Regions from separate parts of the Pogona vitticeps genome. Here region 1 is linked to region 2. A link is a contact called in public Hi-C data. All regions are on one chromosome and are shown on one strand. The core of a region is the stretch at or near the end of the contact, and the rest is flanking DNA. Distances in the headings are between cores, read along the strand shown. Region 1 holds the start of LOC110090585 (actin-like protein 9). Region 2 holds the start of LOC144583970 (mucin-16-like).

Region 1 (6,413 bases), core at 758-3,257, 260 kb before region 2:
AAGAGATGACAAGTGGTTGGCTAGAATCCTGGAATCTTATGGGCGGATGGAATTCCTTGAATCTTCTCTAGACTGACTCAGATGATTCCAGAACGTAAGGCCTTCAACAACTGACTGTGCAATGCAGTAGCGAAATAAAGAGGAATGCCCATGGACTGGAAGGTGGTGTCAAGCTTGGTGTCCACATCAAGGGATCTGAGTGTACTACTTTGTTTTGACGTGGTGAGAACTCACCTGGTGTTCTGTGTCCCTTTTGGACACCCTTGATCAATGGATCCCAACCTTGGGTCCTCAGGTGTTCTTGGACTACAAGTCCCAGAATCCTTCACTACTTGTGGTGTTGGTCAGGATTTCTGGGAGCTGCAGTCCAAGAGCACCAAGTTTGGGAACCACTGTCTTAGATTCAGCTGGATGTAGACCAGAAGACCAAGCCTGGGGTCCTTTTGAGGAGAAAGGCAGGGTAAAAATATTTTAAATAAATAAGCACATGAAAGAGGGTGCAGAGGGAGCTGTGTAGGGCATTGAGAAGAAATAGGAAACCCAGCTTGAGATACTGGTTCGTGCAAACAAGGCAGCTGATTTTTTTTTTCAGATTTTCCGCATCTCACAGAAAGGAATAGCAAAGATAAACACACATACACTCTCTCTCTCCCCCTCTCTGGAAAAACCCAACTCTCTCAATGGCTTCCCTGAGGAAAAAGATGCTGTTGCAAAACTCCATCATTAAGTTGGGTATCTATGAAGAAGCAGGATTTATTTTTTTCTTAAACGAACCAAACCAATCGTTCGGCTCTGTGGAGGAAATATGACAGGCTTGTGTTCAGTTTTTCGCGCTCTCAAAGCGAGGCGACGCCCAAATGCATCTGACCAAACCCACTCAGAATGAAAGTATCTTTTTTGCCCCCCAAGGCACGAAAGCAAATGAACAGGAAAAACGGACAGTATTTACAGAAAGAAAATGAGACTTCACCGTTGTCAGCTTAGCACTGGGGCATAAATGGATACCTGAGCACGGAGGGGGCTAGAAATACAGGTGGGGAAGAATTTATTTGAGTATATTTTAGTAGATCGGCATATTGCTTTGCACTGAGGAAAGGAGGGACTTGATTTTTTTTCCTTTAATAACCTCAGCGTGACTTCACCCATTTGTGATTAAATACAAATGTCGTAGCTTCCGTGTCAGGTTTGGGGGTGTGGCGCTGTTTTGGCTAGGTAAAGGGTTTAATCCTCAGGGAAAATATGTTTATTCTAGGTGAATCCTAGAATCATGGAGTTGGAAGGGGCCTCTGAGGCCATCGAGTCCAATCCCCTGCTCAAGGCAGGGATCCAAATTAAAGCAGATCCAGTTTTCTCTTGAAGGCCTCCCGCTTATCACCTCCCGAAGTCATGGGTCCCATTGCCGTACTGCTTTAACTGTTAAGTGTTTTTTTCCTGATATTCGGCCCAAATCTGGCTTCCTGTCGCTTGAGCCCATTCTGATGTGTCCTGCACCCTGGGATGATCAGGAACAGATCCTGCCCCTCATCTGGATTACCCTTTAAGTATTTGAAAAATGCTCTCCTCAGTCTTGTTTTCTCAAGGCTAAACACACCCATTTCTGTCCACCTTTTCTCCTAGGGCTTAGTTTCCAGTCCCCTGATCATCCTTTATCCCATCCTCTGAACTAACCCCAGTTTGTCATCATCCTTCTTCAAGTGTGGTGTCCAAAATTGAAACACAGGACTCCAGGTGAACCCCAACAAGTTCTGAATAGAGGGGAACTAGTCCCTGGTGGGATTTGGAGACTATACTGCTTTTATTGATGTGTAGCAGAATTGCATTTAAAGATGCGACTTTAGATCCTGGACCAAAAATTCTGGCTTCGTTGATTTTTTTTTCCTCATTGCTGTTTGCATTTATTGATTGATTTGTGAGAAATCTGGCCCATTCTTAAATACATGTTTAAAAAATAATAAAGAGAAATCATCTATTCATCCCTGATATATTATTCTGGAAATCTGGTTTCTGTCCCATCTCGTGATCAGAACAGAAGGGAAGGAAGGTGTGCTGGACTGCAGCAAAATTGTTATTTATAAAAGACAGGCACCCCTGCTTTAAAACCAATTCCCCAAATCCGGCATGAATGCCGGTGGGAAGCCGTGAAAATATCTGACAGCATGGATTTGCAGCCACACGCACAACCAACAGCCACAGTGTTTTGCACAAACATTCACCACGAGAGTTGCACAACCACTTGTGTGTGCCCCTTCGTGTTGACATGGGAAATCCGCAAGGGTTGGCTTATAATTCTTTTTTTTTAAAGGATTTTAAAGTGCTATAACTGTTCATACAGGTTGGATACCCTGTTGTCTCCTTCCTCGCCTTTTCCATTCCAGGCAGGATCTCACCGTATTTCAATACTTCAATCAGAGGATAAAGGATTTTCAGGCCCGTCAACCCGATATGGGCCACGGAGGGGCCAGATCCATCCTTCCCTTCCGACGCAGGAGAAAACAAACTGTTTCTGATCTCTGACTGAAGGGCTTTCTCTTTTCTGTTCTGCTTTTTCTTTTTGGGAGCTGGTTGAGAAATCATAGAATCATGGAATAATGGAGTTAGAATGGGCCTCTTAAGGCCATCAAGTCCAACCCCCCTGCTCAAGGCAGGGATATAAATTAAAGGATGTCATCTTTGATAAAACCTCACTCTTCCTTCTTCTTTCCTCTGCAGGGAAGGGGGAGAAAGACCCAGGCCACCGGCTTTCCCTTCCTAATCTGTTTTGGAGGAGGTGGGTGCATGTAGGAACTTGTTGTGGGCAAAAACTAGAAGCAGTTTACAGGTGGAAGAGTATTTGTCAGGAGGAGAACTATCTCAGTCCGTTGTTTTTGTTGTTTAGTCGTTAAGTCGTGTACGACTCTTCGTGACCCCATGGACCTGAGCATGCCAGACCCTCCTGTCTTCCACTGCCTCCTGGAGTTGGGTCAAATTCATGTTGGTGGCTTCGATGACACTGTCCAACCATCTTGTCCTCTGTTGTCCCCTTCTCCTCTTGCCTTCGCTCTTTCCCCAACAACAAGATCTTTTCCAGGGAGTCTTTTCTCATCAGATGGCCAAAGTATTGGAGCCTCAGCTTCAGGATCTGCCCTTCCACTGAACACTCAGGGTTGATTTCCTTCAGAACGGATAGGTTTGTTCACCATGCAGTCCAGGGGACTCTCAGGAGCGTCCTCCAGCACCGTAATTCAAAAGCATCCATTCTTCGGTGGTCAGCCTTCTTTAGGGTCCAGTCCATTGTTAGTAAACCAATAAAGGGTGTTGTGGTACCTCAATAACTAACACATTTATTGTGGCTCAGATTTTCATGCTTTCCATTCCCTGGGGTCCCTGGAGTGTTGTCTTAAGTGGACAGGTAGCTGGTGCATAGGTAAGTATGACCTAAAATGTGGATTATTGCATGGATTTTGTGTGGGCCCTTCTGAAAATGGTGCACTTAGCTTTTATTGGCTACCAGAACACCTGTAAAGGCTACGTCTTTAATACAGGGCCAAATTGTTAAGGCACACTGTAGGGCCTTATTCTCTGAGAAGCCTCCGCCTTATCTATGGACCCATGGGGGACCCATGGAACTGATCTGTCGAGACTCCTGCTACCATGTGGTTCCTTTGGCAGTCATTCAGAGGAGCTTATTATTCAGCATCCAGGTGTATTTTGCAAAAGGATGCCACCTTTCTGTTTTGGCGCATAGGTTGAACAGATTCACAAATTAAATTAAAAAGCAGGAAAAAGAACTCCTTAATAATATTCCTCTCCTTGGAATTATATGTGTCCCAAACACTATGATTTTTAGGTGCATGTTGAAATCTCGTTGATTTGTATGGCTTTTATGTACAGCTTGGACTAGTTATGTGTCTTACAATCAACTTATAGCAACTCTAATAGAGGTTTCCAGTTAAGTGAGATATTTAAGGTTTTACAAAGTTCTACTCCCTCCACGTAGGGCTGAGTGAGGATTCAGACTGGTCTCTAGAATTGTAGTCTGTCACTATATTGTCTACTGCACCACACTGGGTGCCATACATTTATTCATCTGAATACAGTATATAACATATAGGGGGTTCGTGTTGGCTTTATACTGCATATTTCTATTGATTTGTTTAAACCACCAGCGTCAGGAGCTTATGAATAGACATATGTTGATGGTAAAGGAAAGGAATTTAAATAGCGAGGCCTCTGGAAATAAATACAAGTGGTGACAGGTAACTTTGAAGTTTTGATGCATGAGTCACAATTGCAGTGACCATTGCAAAGCCATATTGATAACACACCCATCCTAGCAGTTACAAAATGAGCTTTCTGATTTGCTGGGTGAAACCCTGGAAGGGAAAGGGCAGAGGGATCCTAAAGATGGAAAGTGTCTTTGGCATGGGGCTGAATTCAAGAGGAAACAGAAAGAAGAACCAAAGCAGAAAGCACATCACGCAGGGCAAAAGGAGAGATTTATGGCTTACTGGAGTGGTCTGTTTTTACTCCCTGAGAGAGTGGTAGATATATCAGCTTTAAGGGGAAGAGAGTATGTATCTCACTGAGGGTGAAGTTGTATATCGGGAAGAGAAGACAAGGTGTTAACTGTCTGGTACATTCTTGCTGTGTAGCTTGGAGAATACTCTAGAGGAAGCCGGACAGTAGTCATTGGGGAACTACCAGAGAGATGCCGTTGTTGAGAAACAGATTGCTTTTATGATTGAAATCTCAAGTATTTTTTTTTTTTTTTTGCTAGTTTTCACAAACTCTTTGCCCCTGGGGGTTTTAAGATACGTATGTTTTCCCTGGCTTGTATCTCTGAACTTGACCATTCAAATTTGGAAGCTATTTCTAGTTGAGTTTGGTGTATGTGTATCCTGCCATTACTTTGAGAGATGTTGGGAGCAGGGGCAGACCAGCGAAGGAAATTCACGGACGTTAAACGCCGGTCTGATATCTTAGCAGATTTTCAAACCCAAAGAAGACTGTGGAGAAGCCCAGTTGTCCTCTATTTGGTCGCCTGGACAAAACTCTTAGTCACCATAGGTGCGTCATCCTTTGGTTAACTGCAGATCTGTTCTCTTCTGTTAACAGGCCCTAAAGCAGACTAAGTTGATTCCAAAATCTGCCCCATCATAGAGCCAAATGTTAATTTTCTGACTTGAAGCCCAGTACTTTGACCACTCAGTCAGACTGTCCTCAGACTGGAACTGTAAATTCTACTGCTCTCCTGGCCCAACACTTCTGCCCTGCAGATTTCTGTTCTTAAAATAGCTGGGGGAAGCAAGCCATTTCCTTCCTGTTGTATACAATGACAGGGATGTTTAAGGCCTCAGGTGATAAGAACACCCCTTCTTTCCAGGTCCTTCATCCGGTGTTGGTATAGATGTTCACATGTCTGTTCGGGAAAGAGCTGAAACCTGTGGAGTTTTAACACATAGTTCTCCATCTCTAAGAAACTGTGTTGAGGCAGGATGGTTTTACATAAAAAGCAGGGTGCTGCTTCCACACTTCTCCCTGCATTCTGGCTCCTTCCTTATAAGTTGCACTGTATTATATGCCTCTTAAAAAGTTACATTGGAGTCTCTTTTATTCTCTTTTCCCCCCTCTCATTTGCAGTTCAGTAGCTGGAAAGTGGAATGAATTGAAATAAATCTTGCCTTTATCTAGATATTGTGGTATCATTTAGAACAGATAAAACCCCACCAGGGCTGCGATCCTATACTGCTTATCTAGAAATAATCTCCATTGAACCGAGAAGAACCTATTCCGAGCAGACATGGATTGAATCAAAATATAATGACAGGTAGAGAATGGATAAAGATCTTTAAGATCACATATGTGATAATGGAATTATTCCTCTTTTCCTCCATTTTTTCAAAATACTGGTGGATCTGGTTAGAAATCTGTTGAGGAAAACCTAATGTATTTCTGCACTTCTATGAACGTAAGTTAGTGAATGCCAGTGTCTTTGAAGTGTTGTCTTGCTGTGGGTGGAGCATTTTAGGAAATACCATACTGACATTCTTAGGAAAGTATCTCATATTGAAAGTGGTGGATTAGACGTAAAAAATAGTTTTGATTTCCTCCTTACAAACTTATACCTGCCTTTTGTTTTGTTTGAACTGGAAGGATGATATATAGTAAATATCATTTCTCATTTGGAAGAGTTTCAACCCATTTAAACACTACAGCCCTGGCTGCAAGGAGTGTTTTATGTACTTAACTGTTTTACAAGTATGATCTTAGCCTTGGTTATGACCCAAGATGTTGGCATTTTTAGAGAAACTGTTCCTCGTAGGTACATTTTTTAGAAAATAATTTGGTGTGTTTTCCAGTTTAAAAAAAAATACACAAACACGCAGAAGAGAACGAAAGAAGAAGAAAAAAAACCCTCTTCGCAATATCTACCG
Region 2 (6,684 bases), core at 935-3,434:
TCAAAATAGACAAGGAATATTTTTTTAAACTTACATTAGTATTAATGGAGAAAAAATAAATTGTTTTAATGGAGACACAAGAGAATAAAAATACATATTGCTATAATTTTGTATGATTAAAAACTTACCCACAGCACTTCTGCATACCTCTGGTGAAACATCAGAGAGCTAGAGAATTATTCTCATTGGCCTTTCCAAACATATCGATATAAATGCAAATGCAAACAACAATACAATATAAATAAGAATGTTGTATTTTTTTCTTTTCAGGATATAATGAGCCTTCAAATCATCTTGGTGAGTAGTTGGAAGCTGTAAAAGACACTTAAATGCCTTTTTCCCAACATGTCCCGTGTCTCTGCTCAAATTGGATTGATACAAAATCTTATTTTGAGGAGGAAACGGTGGACTTAACTGTAGATCTGGTGTGTTCCAGTTTTGGGGACCCACCACCCCCCTCTGACAGAACCCTGCCTTTCCTGCCCTACAGCCAAATAAACCTTGTCACTGCAAGGGAAGGAGAAAAGCTGGCCACCCTGAATATAAAGACCCCGAGATATGAGAGATGATGATTTTTCAGATCTCCTGCACTTGTTATCAATTACTCTATTGGATTTTCAGATTTCTTGGACTATGAACCCCATCATTCCCCGTTCTGGGAGATCTAACTGGCTTACGCATAACTAAATGTGGCTCGCCTTGGAGGAAAGGCCTGAAAAACCAAAAAGCTTGGAGACTGAGCTAGGCCGAGTTCCACCCAAACTTCCTGTTCCTGCCCCAGTGGGAGCTGGGAGCTTCCTTTCTGTACAGGAAACTAGGCCGAGCTTGGCCTAGCCCAAACTCAAAGCTTTCCAATTTAGGCCTTCCTTCCAGGTGAGCCAAATTCGGGGGTCGGCAGAGTAGGTGCAAGACAGGCAGAACTCCCAGCATGGGGAATGATGGGATTTGTAGTCAAAGAATTCCAAAAATTTCCATCCCGACTTGATAAACCTCTCTAATTTTGATATTCATCCTTGTTCTTCCTTCCAGGACACCGTCCTTCCAGATTTGCTCCAGATGGGTTGGGTTATGAACTCGGCTTCACAATTGTCAATGAGAACTTGACCAACACCGATCCATCCTCTCCAGAATATAAAGAACTGGAGTCTGCTGTGAAAGAGAGGGTGAGGATTTTTTTTCCATTGATAAAATGGAATTTATCCATGATAAAATGTGCAAGAGAGCCAGAAATAGGAGACTCAGCCAAACAGGTTTCAGCATCTGGCTGTGGAGACAGCGGTTGGGAGTTCGAATCCCTCACAGTGCCTCCTTGACAGCGGCTGGACTAGATGATCCGTAGGGTCCCCTCCAGCTCTAAGAGGATGATGATGATGATGACTCCTTCGATAACCTTGAACCAGCTGCCCTCTTGGGCAACCTTACAGGGTCGTTATGAGGAGAAAGCTGGATGAGGAGACACATATAGATCATCTAAATGTGGGATGAAAAAGGAATTAAGAATGATAATATCCTCTTGGTCATATCTAACTCAATCTTTACAGGGTTTTTCTTCTTCTTTGAAAAATCCATTGGATTGTTCAATTTTTATTGCCATTTAAGTTTTTAATTTCTGTTTTGATTTTCGGAGGCAAAGGAGTTGATTTTCCGCAAACAAAAATACTGTATCTCATTTCAGCTCAACCGCCTCTTCCGACAGAGCCCCATCAGCAACGGATTCAAAATTTGTGTTGTTACTGGACTGAGGTCAGTTTTTTGTGTGTGTGTGTGTGTGTGTGTGTGTGTGTGTGTGTGTGTGTGTGTGTGTGTGTGTGTGTGTGTGTGTGTGTGTGTGTGTGTGTGTGTGTGTGTGTGTGTGTGTGTGTGTGTGTGTGTGAGAGAGAGAGAGAGAGAGAGAGAGAGAGAGTGTGTGTGTGTGTGAGAGAGAGAGAGAGAGAGAGAGAGAGAGAGAGAGAGAGAGAGATTTCCCCAAACCCCCCGAATAACTGGCCTACAATTCCCATCATATCCGGCCAGTTTAGGGGATAATGGGACTTGGAAGCTAACATAACAATTGAGGAAAGCCGATTATTTCTTTTTCTTACCATTTTATCCCGGGGTATCTGGAATATCTTCACATTTCCTAGATCCCATTATTACATGATATATATTGACAGAAGGTTATTCCTCCTTTAGGATTGGCTCAGTCATCGTTGATTGTAAGTGTTACTTTGATCCTGAAATTAACATCAGCAAAGAGATGGTCAAGGAGACGTTTCAACGGGAGACGCGAAACGGGACCTCCCAGTGGCTGGGCCAGAGGTTTCAATTTAAAGGCATGACTGTGAGAGGTGCGTACGCCATTTTGAGGGCCACCAGTAGTGGCCATCTCGGCAACAGTCTTTAATGGACGCCTGACACCCTTGTTTGGCCCGACAAAAAGTCCCGAATCTAAGGGGGACCAATGAGAGTGGCTCAATGGGTCCTACAGAAGCATTGACTTTCAAATCAGTGGGTCTACTGGAGGAGCCCTACAGCCCTCTTCCCTACTTACGTTGCTCTCATTGAGCTCCACTGTTCCTCTCCAGTAGAGTAACCCTAAGAATCCATGACACATTAGTTTTGACCTACAGAGCTTCATCCAGAACTGCCATCTCTCCATGTAGACCAGAAATGCTGGACTACGACCTCTTTTGAATGACAACTCCCATTCTCCCCTACCACTGCCAGCTAGAGCTTCTCCAAGTTGGCTATCCAGAACACCTAGAGAAGTGATTCCCAACCTTGGGTCTCCAGATGCTCTTGGACTGCCGTAAAGTCCTTGGGCGATGTGGTTGCAAAAAAAGGCCAATGTGACTTCAGGCTACATGAACAGAAGTCTAGTCTCCAAATCCCGTGAGGTTCTCATTCTCCTCTATTGGGCATGGGTTAGGCCTCCTCTTGAGTTCTGGGTCCAGTTCTGGACACTGTAGATCAAGAAAGATGCTGAGAAATTGGAAGAAGTTCAGAGGAGGCCAACAAAGAGGATCAGGGGGATGAAAACCAAGCCCCAGGAGGAGGAAAGACAGAAAGAACCGGGGCATGTTTAGCCTTGAGGAAAGGAGGAGAGGGAGGAGAGCATTTTTCAAATACCAGTGGTGCCTCGCTTAACGATTTTAATTGTTTCCAAAAAATTCATCGCTATGGGAAAACATCACTAAGCAAAACGCGTTTTCCCATAGAGATGCATTGAAAACCGGATAATCTGTTCCAATGGGAACGGATTACCGTCCTTAAGTGAAAATCGCCACAGGAAACATCGCTAAGCGAAATGCAGTTCCCCCATTGGAATGCATTGAAACCTTTTCAATGCATTTCAATGGGGGAGAGAAAAAAATCACCAAAAATTCAAAAAGAGTCAGAACGAAGCCAAATTTGGTTAACAAAGGGTTTATTAAGTGCACTAACGATTTCAAGCACTCTAAACCGTTTTTAAACAATTTAACACCTTTAAAAAATAGCGAAAACGGAGCTGACAAAAACATCGCTATGCGAAACAGGGGGACCTAAACTGTCGTCGCTAAGCGAAGCAAGGTCCCGAACATCGCTATGCGAAATTACCCCATTGGAAACATCGCTAAATGGAGCACAAGATCGCTCCAAAAACCTCATCGCTAAGCAAATACATAGTTAAACCAGGCAATCGCTAAGCGAGGCACCACTGTACTCTGAAAGGTAGTCCTACAGAGGAGGGGTAGGATCTGTCCTCCATCATCCCAGAGTGCAGGACATGTCAGAATGGGCTCAAGTGACAGGAAGCCAGATTTCGGCTGAATAGCAAGAAAAAACATATTAACAGAGCAGTATGACAATGGGACCCATAACCTCAGGAGCTGGCGAGCGCTCCAACGCTAGAGGCATTCAAAGAAAAACTGGATCAACCTCTGTCAGATCTGCCTTGATTTGGATTCCTGCCTCGAGCAGGGGGTTAGACTTGATGGTTTTGGGGGCCCTTTCCAACTCCATGATTCTAGGATTCTGTGACTAAAACTCTCAGATGACTTCACCACCGGTGGTGCTGGTGAGGATTTCTGAGTGTTTTAGTCCAAGAACATATGGGGACTCAAGGTTGGGAACTCCTGAGCTAGAGGACCAAGGTAACAAGTCTTTTCTGGACAAGATCAGAGCAATGGCCTACATTTCTTAAGGTTCATCTACATGGCAAAATTGGCACGGTCTGATGCCGGTTCATGGGGCTGGAACATTGGCAAGGGTGTTGAATTGCTTTGCTGTACTTTAAAAGATTTCACGGAAAGGATTCCAAGATTTTCCCCAAACCATAAATCTGAGAACCGGATGCTTGAAATGGTATTAACTGGATATGAATGTGTCCCAAAGAGGGGCCCTCAGCTTTGCTTCTGATCTTCCTCCTCAGCTCTGGATCCAGCCATTGCAGCCGTCACGGACACCCCGCTGCTCGAGCTGAATCTGAAGAACTTTGTGGTTAATTTCACCATCACCAACCTGCCATTCCGTGGGCCAATGGAAAACCCGGATTCGGAGGTCCACCGGAACGCCAAGACAAGTATTGAAGGAGAGGTATGTGTCCCAGAAAAATGGACAGAAATGTAGGTAGAAATCTCCTTGAGCCATCCTCTTCTGTTGCTCCAAGTGGTTCAGAAACACAACTCCCATTGTCCTTCCCCCACTGGCTGGGACTGCTGGGAATTGTAATCCTTCCCTCGGAGCAGAGTCAGGTTCATCCAGATTAATGCTTCCCCCCCTCCCCCCAGTTTCTAAACTGTGTTTAACCATATTTTTATTAATTTCTCCTGAGTCCAGCTCACACGGCTTTATGAACAGAGCACTTTAAAGACCGAATTCATAGGGTGCTCAGTGGAACACCTCAGGTGAGTTTTTTTAAAGGGATTATTTCTCTCTACCAGCATCATTTAATTAATGAGATGAAAGCATTTTATAAAAGTGAGATCCCCTGTGTTATGGTGGACAAATGGCCAACGAGAACTTAGGAGACCTGGGTTCAAATCCCAGCTCGACCATGGTAACCCACTCACTCAATGTGGCTCACTCTTTTTTGAAAAAAAGATGTATAATAGGATCCCTGTTATCTGAAGGGGATTGGTACCAAGCCCACTCGCAAATGCTGAAAAATGTGGATAATAGCAAACACTATTGTAATAGCAAATACTGTACATAGCATGGCCTCTGACTCCCTCTAGTGACCAGTTTTAGCAATATCACCTTTAGAAATATATATTGCTAGGATATTTCTTTTAATATTTTCAGACAGTGGATAAGTGAATCAGTGGATAGTGATCCCATGAATATGGAGGCCCCCCTGTATAGCAATAGTAGTTGTTTGGGTTATTCAACATTTCATCTCTTCCCGTTTTGTCAAAGTGCAACTGACTGGAAAGATCAAACCGGCGTCGGTGCTGTCTGTGCATTTGAAGCCAATTCTGGTCCGAGGCATTTGGACGAAAGGGTTGTGTACGACATTTTTAACAACCTGACCAACAACTGCTCCATGTTGGGGAAATACACACTGGATCACAGGAGCCTGGTTGTGAACGGTGAGGAAAGGCCGGCGGTGTGAGATCCATAGACGATATGGAATGTGTTGCGTAAAATTTATGCACAATAGAATTCCTCTTCATTCTTCTGTCCTTGATGGTTTTTTCTGCCTTGTTTCATTCCAGGTTATCCCTCATCAGTGGCCCTGATGACCGAGGAAACAGGTAACTATGAGGCGATGGGTTTCTTCTCACTTGTTTGAGTCCCTGAAATCAATTCAGGACCTTGGACAGCAGCTTTGAAGTCCATGGCAAGATCAGGAGTGGCTTCTATGAACCCACGAAATTGGATTCGTTGCTCCTTCCACCGCTGCTTGGGGAAGGTCTCGCTGCGGCTCAGTTTTCAAAATATTAATCCTCTCTCTCTCTTTTTTTCAAAGGGCTTCCTTTCTGGGCCATCATCCTCATCTGTCTCTCTGTCCTGCTGGGATTCATACTCCTCTTCGTTATCTGCTGCTTGGTAAGTCCGTGGTTTCAAACGTGATCCACTGGGTGGAAAGCCGAGTCATGAATCCCACTGCCGGCCCATTTATCCGTCCCTTAATTATAACTCCTGGCGAGTCAAGCTCTCTGGAAGTACCTTGAAAACAAATATTCAAGGCGGGAGTACGGCTAAAACTCTATCCCATTGGGGTCGGCCAAGCCGATAAAATGGTGATGAGGCTGGTGCATTTATGTGTAGAATCCTTATTTATTTATACTTTCCTTCCCAAAACCAGACAAACTTTTGTAAGAAAAGGAGAGCCAGCAAATATACAGACCAGCAGGGCATCTGGAATACCTACTTCCCACACCTGGATATGTGGAACAATGGGGGGATATGAATGTCGGAAGGTTTGGCGTCAGGAACACTCCCTTATTGGCACAGAACGAACCCACCGTCACGTCCATCATCCCACAAAACAAGAACCACGTTTGCAGCGGGACCAGGAAAGACAATCGCACCCGCCTGAATCAAGATTCAGCCGGGCTTCGGTGCAAAGAAAGAAATGGGGAAAACATCTAGGTGGATTTTGGCTTAAACGGGACATGCCTCAATGATATGCCCTCGGTCAAGAGCCAACAGAGAGATTTGGGAGGATGGGGTCACGCTGCCGTATTTATTTTCCTTTTTATTGTCAATGAATGCACTGTG

Evidence for each region. A called contact is a pair of places that touch in the nucleus more often than the background predicts.
Region 1: a Hi-C map of muscle shows a contact between it and region 2, with 7 times the contacts expected there. The contact joins the promoter of LOC110090585 here to the promoter of LOC144583970 in region 2. A contact is called at or near these places in 2 of 2 Hi-C or Micro-C datasets (blood and muscle).

What each region holds. Positions count from the first base shown.
Region 1 is chr7:16,084,591-16,091,003 of PviZW2.1, reverse strand. It overlaps LOC110090585 (actin-like protein 9), which reads right to left and starts at 2,007. Exons shown (of 1, transcript XM_020814261.3): 1 at 1-2,007. The region is part of intron 1 of GATAD2A (GATA zinc finger domain containing 2A); the gene reads left to right.
Region 2 is chr7:15,827,292-15,833,975 of PviZW2.1, reverse strand. It overlaps LOC144583970 (mucin-16-like), which reads left to right and starts at 2,184. Exons shown (of 7, transcript XM_078378835.1): 1 at 2,184-2,327; 2 at 4,391-4,554; 3 at 4,798-4,865; 4 at 5,377-5,549; 5 at 5,676-5,714; 6 at 5,930-6,009; 7 at 6,269-6,684. The coding sequence starts at 2,237. The coding sequence ends at 6,373. LOC144583971 (a long non-coding RNA gene) reads left to right here and starts at 270. Exons shown (of 3, transcript XR_013537919.1): 1 at 270-297; 2 at 1,030-1,163; 3 at 1,676-1,960.